Regions from separate parts of the Hordeum vulgare genome. Here region 1 is linked to region 2. A link is a contact called in public Hi-C data. All regions are on one chromosome and are shown on one strand. Each heading gives the region's core, a stretch centred on a gene start, on an enhancer-like site or on the middle of the called end of the contact. The rest is flanking DNA. Distances are from core to core; before and after follow the strand shown.

Region 1 (3,988 bases), core at 279-2,778, 190 kb before region 2:
TCGATCCAACGCAGACGTGGGCGGCAGCAACCCATGAACACGAGCTAGATTAATCTGTCGAAGCCCCGGTGGACGCCGAAAATACAGAAGATCCACCGAGGGCTGTGCACGTATGGCCGGGCATCAGCTCGCGGCCTCGTCGATGCTGTGCAGCGAGGGCCGCCATTGCCGGTGCCGGGCGCCGGAGCTCCGGTGGCCGTCTCCTCCGTCCTGCCGCGCCAACTGCAATCAAGTAGAGTAATCAGAAGGTGGAACATCTGCATGTTGCCGCGGTTCAGAGCGGAAGCAGAAGAAGGGATCTCGCAGACGACGATTCTTTGCTCCTGACACTAGTTGCGACTCTTCCTTACTATTTTATTTATCATCATGAATACATGATTGTTTTATCATTCTGCTTCCCCCCCTATTTTAAGCATTAAACTCCCTTCTGGACGGTACAATGGCATCAATCAGTTGGATCCACAGGACCACATCTTGTTTTATGCGTGCCAATTGGGGATTGAGAATTGTCAGGTACTAATACTATTCCAAAGTGATTCTCTCCATTGAGCTAAGGGCTGCCATTTCTGCGAAAACTAGGCAGATTTTATAGCTGTGAAAATTCTAATGGCAATTAGTAGCAGATAAAATTCATCCTCCCAGTGTTGTGTGTGGACGAACTGAGGAAGACATGAGAATCGCGAGGAACAACTAACTAGTAACCCTTGGAGAGAAGGCGATTAAAAGGCGCATCAATCATGCAGAGAACGTGCATGGCGGCATCGGCAGAGAGAGGGAGAAAAAAGTAGTTGGATTGAAGAGAGCGCAAGTCCATGTAACCACCTGATCGAGACTCTCATCCAAGCTGGCCTCGTCGTCGTCGTCATCGTCGTCACCGTCGGCCGCCGGCCGCAGTTTGCTCTGCCGCGTCGAAGACTCCAGCTGCTGGAGCTGCTGCCGCGCCTTCCTCAGCTTCTCCTCCTTCCTCGCCTGTACGGCCTTGGTCACCTCTGCACGCACCATTTTCCCATGCCACATGTCAGCGTCAGCAGGGAGAAGCGGGGCAGAGGAGGACGACGAGGAGCGTAGCTAGCTCGAGTCGGAGCTCACCGTTGGCGGTGATGAGGCGGTAGACGTGGCCGAGGAGGAGCGTCTCCTTGGGCTTGAGGAGCTTGACGCGGGTGAGGCGCACGGTTCGGCGGGCGCCGGCGTCCTGGCGCTCCTCGGCGACCCGGAGCGTGACGAGCGCGACGTAGTGGCCCGGGTTGGCGCGCATCACCTCCGCCGCGGGGGCGGACCAGTAGAGCCGCTCCACCCGCCCGCCCGGGTGCTGCACCACCGCCGCCGCCACCTCCGCCGCCTGGCAGTTCCCCATCCCCGCTCGCTCCGGCCGCCCGCCCGCCCGCAGACGCGCGCTCCCCGTGACCAGAGCTGGGTGGGTCCTGGTCCTGGCTCAACGTAGCCTGTGCCGGCCGGGGAAACGTGGGCGAGGGAGCAAGTGGCGAGCTGTGTGGTGCACCACTGTTTTATAAAGAGGAGAGAGAGCAACGGCTCGGTTGCCGGGGTGGTACCGTGGTGGTGGTGGTATATATCCCGTCCCGGTGACCGGCCACGTAGTTACGGTTCGTTTTCGACCGCTTCGCTTTCGCGTCGCGAGCACCACGTGAACGGACGTTGTCAGTCACGTACGACTAGTGCATTTTTGGGTGCTCGGGGTATCTCGGACCCTCAACGTCCGCAAATAACAGGACCAACGTGTCCGGACTCTGTAAAGCCATCCAACATGAAGAGCCCGTCGGTACACGGACGAATCTATATGCCCGAAATTCCGCAACCGGACGCAAATCAGTCGAGGTATGCGGGCTTTCAAACTGACTTCACTGTACAGTGCAGCATCTTGGTCACATCCAACACCCTCTTCGCATGCAACGGTTACCGCGCACTCATGTCGGTCAACCTGCTTCAAGGCAGACGTGACTCAACAGTATTGATGTCGATCGAAGCGATGTCAGAATGAGTGGGATGCACCTCTTCAATGTCGACATGACGACCGAGAAGCTTTCTCCGGTCGGTCGTCCAATCGAAGAGGTGCTCGTGTAGTCGTGTGTTCGCCTTTGTTGTGAGTATACAAGCATGGCTTCGGCATTGTCCACACCGCTCCATCTTATATTCGCTCATAGCCGCTCCGCTTCACTTCTCTCATCGCCTTCGTTGATGCCGGAGACTTAGTTTTCGGTGTCGACATGTCGTAGATCTGGATTATGGCACCACCACCTTCGCCCTACGAGACCATCGACATCCACGACAGTCAGGTCCTTCAAGAAGGAGGAGATCATCATCTCCTCCGACAACGAGAAGGAGTAGGAGCAATAGTAGTCGGACTCTGTAAAGCCATCCAACATGAAGCCCGTTGGTACACAGACGAATCTACATGCCCGAAATTCCGCAACCGGACGCAAATCAGGGGAGGTATGCGGGCTTTCGGACTGACTTCATTGTACAGTCCGACGCCTTGGTCCCATCCAACACCCTCTTCGTGTGCAATGGTTATCGCGCACTCGTGCCGGTCAACCTGCTTCAAGGCAGACGCGACTCAACGGTTTTGATGTTGGTCAAAACGACGTCGGAACGAATGGGATGCGCCTCCTCAATATCGACGCGGCTATTGAGAAGCTTTCTTCCGCCGGTCATCGAATTGAAGCGAGGTGCTCGTCTGTTCGCCTTTGTTGTGGGTATATAAGCGCGGCTTCGACGTTGTCCACACCGCTCCATCTCACATCCTCTTATATCTGCTCATAACTGCTCCGCTCCACTTCTCTCACTACCGTCGTTGATGTCGAAGTCTTGGTTCTCGGCGTCGGCACGTCGTAGATCCGAGTGGCCTTCCAGATCCGGATTGTGGCACTACCACCTTCGCCCTCCGAGGCCATCATCATTCACGACAATCAGCTCCTTCGAGAAGAAGGAGATCATCATCTCCTTCGACAACGAGAAGGAGTTGGAGCAACAGTAGTCATGTTACCCTCGTCGTGAAGGCGCAAACGGAGATCATGCTCGACCAGTCCCTCAAGTACCGTTGTCTGTTGCCGTCCCCGTCGTCGTGAGATTGCGTAAAGGCATCCCCCCAATTGCGATGTCCAAATCAAACGTTGCGTGAAGGAGCGGGTGTCACCACCACATCGACGAGCCGGCGTCTCATGCGGCAAGGTCGTGAGGAGGAGGTATCCCCATGATCGCGGAAAGGTGTGTGTGCGTCTCCTCCACTACCTCGGTGGTCACGGTGGCCACGACTTCTCATCGCAAATCATCATGTCAGCAGAGGAGAGAGTGCCCCGGGAGGCGAAGCAGAGGAAGTGACATGCCTTGAGGCATTTATGAAGTGTGATGCCACGCCGGCCTGGGTCCTGATGGGCGACGGCTTCATGAAGGCTTGGCCTTTTGATCGGTCGGTGACTCAACGACACCTCCGTCGTCGCTAGCGAGTGCAAGGATCCCCAACCAAAGGGTGTGTGTTGGGTGAGGCGGCCGTCCACATGACGCAAGAGGAAGTCGAGCGCTCCTCCATAAGTATTGGCGGCCACGCAAGGCTATCACGCCCCTGTGCTCTTTCGTCATTGGAAGGATCACTCTCACACCAACTACGACGGCATCACAAACAATGACGAATGTGTCGTTGGCCAGCCGGTCAAGCCTATGAGGTCGCCGGCCAGCCGCTCAAGCGCATGAGGTCGCTATCCGGTACAAACTAGTGTTGTTTTTTTAAAAGTTAGTTGATCGACGTAATATCATCCGATTTATGTGAATTATGTCCAAGTTTATATCAGTTTGCATGAATTCCATCATGTTCACATGAATAATATAATTTGTTTATATCACGGGCAAATAATTAGGGCACAAATGATCGCGGCCTATCATTGTTTGTGAAGAATCCGGATTCGTCCGTGAACAAATACTAGTAAGAGTATCTCCACTCGGCCTGGAGGACGCCCTAAGCATTTTTTTAATACCG
Region 2 (4,011 bases), core at 1,346-3,845:
ACATGCATCTGTATGACTACCGTAGATAGGGTTTAATGCTCACTTGTGTCAGACGTGTGTGCTAGTTTGGTAAAATAGATTTATGCTGTGGTTGTTGCTAGATTTTAAGGGGCTGTTTGATTGTGACTATCCTTGCCATATCTTATCATATTATTTTTATCATATTTGTCACACTTGTCTTACTTGAGTTGTTTAAATTGTTACCCACATATTGGCTTTTTAAGGGAATCTTGTCATATTTTTTGTGTCTATGACATGTGGGGTTTAGTATTCATTAAAAAAATGCTTGCCTTAGATGTGGCTAAAATCAAACACTATCTAACTTGATCAAACTTGACTAAGGTAAATTGTGACAAAGTGTGGAAAGATGTTGTTAGGAACCAAACAGCCACTAAATGCTAACTTTGCTGTTATTATCTTGTACTGATTGTTTGTTATTAGCCTCTAGGGACGTGCTACCGCCCATTGCTGTTGAGATGTGAGTATATGTGTAGACGCTATGAATGTGTATACAGTTGTACGAATGTGTTAAATTATGCCAAAAAGCTCAATGCACATATGGGTTGTTGTGTGAACATTTGCTCACTAAAATCATCATAATATTATTAGTACTAGATGACCCGTTGCGTCATTGGAGCAAAGACCAATTGAAGTCACGAAGACAACAACAACGAGGTCGGATTTGCTCCAACTACATCGCTAGCCTATGCAATGGTATATCAAACATATATTATATCATAACCTACCATCAGTTAATGTTGGGTTCCCTACATGAATACGAATAAACAATAAAGAAGGCAAGCAAATTTTATAAAATACTTCCTCCATCCTAAATTAAGTGCCTCAATTTTACACTAATTTAAAGATAATACAAAGTTGAGCTACTTAATTTAGGACGGAGGAAGTAGATTCTAACAAACGCTACTTAAAACATAAGCAAACCATTAGAAAGAAGATCTCAACATATCATGAAGCAGATCCATGCAAAATCGGGATGTTAACCTATGTGATAATAGGGCGTTTTTGCATCTCAGGTAGAAAATGAGACCACAACTCCACCTAAGCACAAGCCGGGTAGGCAATAAGGAGGCAAACGTATTTAAGTTAAACCAACTATGAACCGGCTACATTGCCCTAAGACCCAAGGGTGGTATATTGTAATTTTTTAATTTTCTGAAAACCTTAACATTTTCTATGTTTACGGACGTTTTTCATCTGGTAGTAAAAAGATTAGGAAAATCAAAAATTAAGAGTAAAAAATAGAAAATAGACCCATAAAGTCAACAGAAAAGCAACCAAAAAGGATAATGAAAACAATGCACACATGAATGTGCTAAAGCTCGGTCGGCTCAGGAATACACGTGTGTGCATTTGCCAAGCATTTTGACTCGGTAAACGTTCAATAGCAAGCACACTCACAAAAAAATATGCTACTTCCTCCTTCCCAAAATAAGTAACATTGATCTAGTAATAATTTAGTACAAATTTTACGATACTTATTTTACAACACTAATTTTGGAACGGAGGGAGTATATTAGACCAGCGAGGGCTATGTGAGCCGTAGCCTCGCCTACCTAGTACTGTAATTACCTAGATGACTTTGCGAGCCTTCTTCTATGGATCGGTTCAAACCAGTTTTAGAATCTTTTGTGTGGTTTTCTTCTTCTCTGCTTCAATGTGTTTTTTATATGGCTTTTCATTGTTTCTTTTTTAGGCTTTTTTTTTACTTTTTCCTTCATTTTTCAAAAACTTGCAGATTTTTGCAATACATGTTCAACATTTTTGTATACAATTTTTTATAGATTACACTAACATATTTTTACATTTTATAAACATTTTTACAAAAGTCATGAATATATTATTAAAAACCATGTGCATGTTTTCAGTTTCATATGAATGGTACGAAATATTTTAATTTTTTTACATGAACACTTTTTTAACATTGTACAATCATTTTTCAAATAATTCATTGACATGTTTTTAAAACAGTTGATCATGTTTGTATATGCAAGGACCATTGTTTGGAATGACACGTTTATTTTTATAATTACACAAAGGTTTTTTTACAATGTATAAGTATTTAAAAAAATCAAGAACATAATTTATAAAAGCACAAACATTTTTTAAATTTCACAACAATATTTGTAGAATTCATATATTTGTCTAAAATTGCGCAAAATATTTTTTTACATTGCATGACCATTTTTTATTTGCACAATGAATGCTTTTAAAAGTTTATGTGATTCGATCTTATTATATATATGTTTACAATATATTTAAAAAGTATTTAAAACGAAAAACGAAAGTAGAAAGTTAAGTAAAATTATAGCTACCTGGCAGCCTGCTACGCAGTTCGTTGAGGTGACGTGACCTTTTTTTGTTGGGAATGCCTATCCGGCGCACTTTATTTCGAAGCCAACAACGTTACATCATGAATTACATAAGGATGTAAGAAACTGGAAGGACCCTCATCCTAAAAGATAACCGACTTTGATTGGAAAGAGTATTTAGCTAAATTATGTGCTATCAAATTTGCATCCCTCTTGCAACGTTGAAAGCAGATAACGGGGATATCATGGGCTTTTACGAAGATTTCCGCCGATGTAGCTTAGAAGGGGCCAAATAACTCAGTTTCGCCCGTGCAAGCAAATAACGCTGGGCCAGCTTTGTTATAAAAAAAACTCTGGGCCAGCTCAGCTGCAGGGGATGACACAACCTCTTTTAATCTTCACGTTTTTTGTTTTCGTTTTTATTATGTCTTTTTCGTTCATATTTTCTTGTATTTATAAATATTATAAATAAATTGATTAAAATAAATAACTTTACAAAAACATTAAAAATTATTAACCAAGCATTTAATTATATATATATTTAGATAAAATATTTCTAATGTATAATGAAAATGTATATAAAAAATGTACAGTGTATGTAAAAAAATTGGAGATGTATTTGAAACAATGTTAGTCCAAGTATTTAAAATTAATAAGTCTAAATTATTTGAATAAATATTAATCACGTATTTTCAAAGTATTTAATAAATAATTTCTTAAAACGAAATGTGTATATAAAAATGTGGACCATGTATTTAAAATATTAAACTTGTATTTCAAACATGCTAATAATGCATGTGAAAGATGTTAAACATATATAGAAAATAGTTAAAAATGCATAAAAATAGTAATCTTGTGTTTGGAAGATGTTAACCAAGCATTTAAAAATTATGAACTGTGTACAAAAATGTTGATCATGCATCAAAAAATTATAATATTGTTTTTGAATATCGTTAATCAAGCATTTCAAAAATACTAACTCTCTATGGAGAATAACTTAACAATGTATTTTGAAAATGTTAGTTGCATATTAGAAATGTGTTCCGATATATAACAACAAAATAGTATAGAAAAATAGTGAAAACTGAGAAAAACAAAGAAAAACAAAGAAAAACAAGAAAGAAAGAAAACTTCTGTAAAAAAGGCTAATGAAAACTGAGAAAGAAAGTAAACTAAGGATTTTATTTATTGAACATAGAGATAGAAACGAAGAAAACCGATGGAAAAAAAAAAAGCTAGATCAACTGTAGAATAAAGGGCTCTGTTACGTGAGGTAGGTCCTGCCCAACTATTTTACCACGAACCTGATAGTGACTCAGTGGCTTGCGGCACTACGCAACATCCAGGAGACCTGGGATTGATCACTGGGTACTCCCTTTTTCTTCTCAATTTTTTGAATAGTGTGTTAATGGGCCCATCAGTTACTATACACGGTTCAGACGAGAGCTACGTCCGCCTCGCTCAGCGAGATATAACTCTGAGGCAAACCCTATTTAGCGCTTCTCTTACCTGATGGACTTTTTTCATCCATAACAACTGGGTCGATCCATTTATCTATTTTTCCTCGCTCGCTCTTTTTCCGTCTCTGTTTGTTTCTCTTTCTGTTTTCTTTTTCCTTGTTTTAATTTCTTCCTTGGTTTTCAATGTTTTTTCATCATTTGGTTTTCTTTTCTTATCTGTT

The links. Hi-C and Micro-C count contacts between places; a contact is called where the count stands out from the background.
Region 1: a Hi-C map of leaf shows a contact between it and region 2, with 4 times the contacts expected there. The contact joins the promoter of LOC123401848 here to the enhancer-like site in region 2. A contact is called at or near these places in 4 of 6 Hi-C or Micro-C datasets (leaf and seedling) and 1 of 1 datasets of contacts at active chromatin or transcription factors (embryo).

Annotation. Positions count from the first base shown.
Region 1 is chr6H:509,367,490-509,371,477 of MorexV3_pseudomolecules_assembly, reverse strand. LOC123401848 reads right to left here and starts at 1,528. Exons shown (of 3, transcript XM_045095706.1): 1 at 1,090-1,528; 2 at 823-989; 3 at 1-222. The coding sequence starts at 1,354. The coding sequence ends at 124.
Region 2 is chr6H:509,178,280-509,182,290 of MorexV3_pseudomolecules_assembly, reverse strand. No RefSeq gene overlaps it. Among protein-coding and RNA genes, the nearest start is that of LOC123401926, 36 kb to the right of the region's middle. Within about 2 kb of position 2,595, at least 2 of the 3 cell types and tissues checked have open chromatin away from gene starts, as enhancers often do. A contact at or near this core is called in leaf, where this site is marked.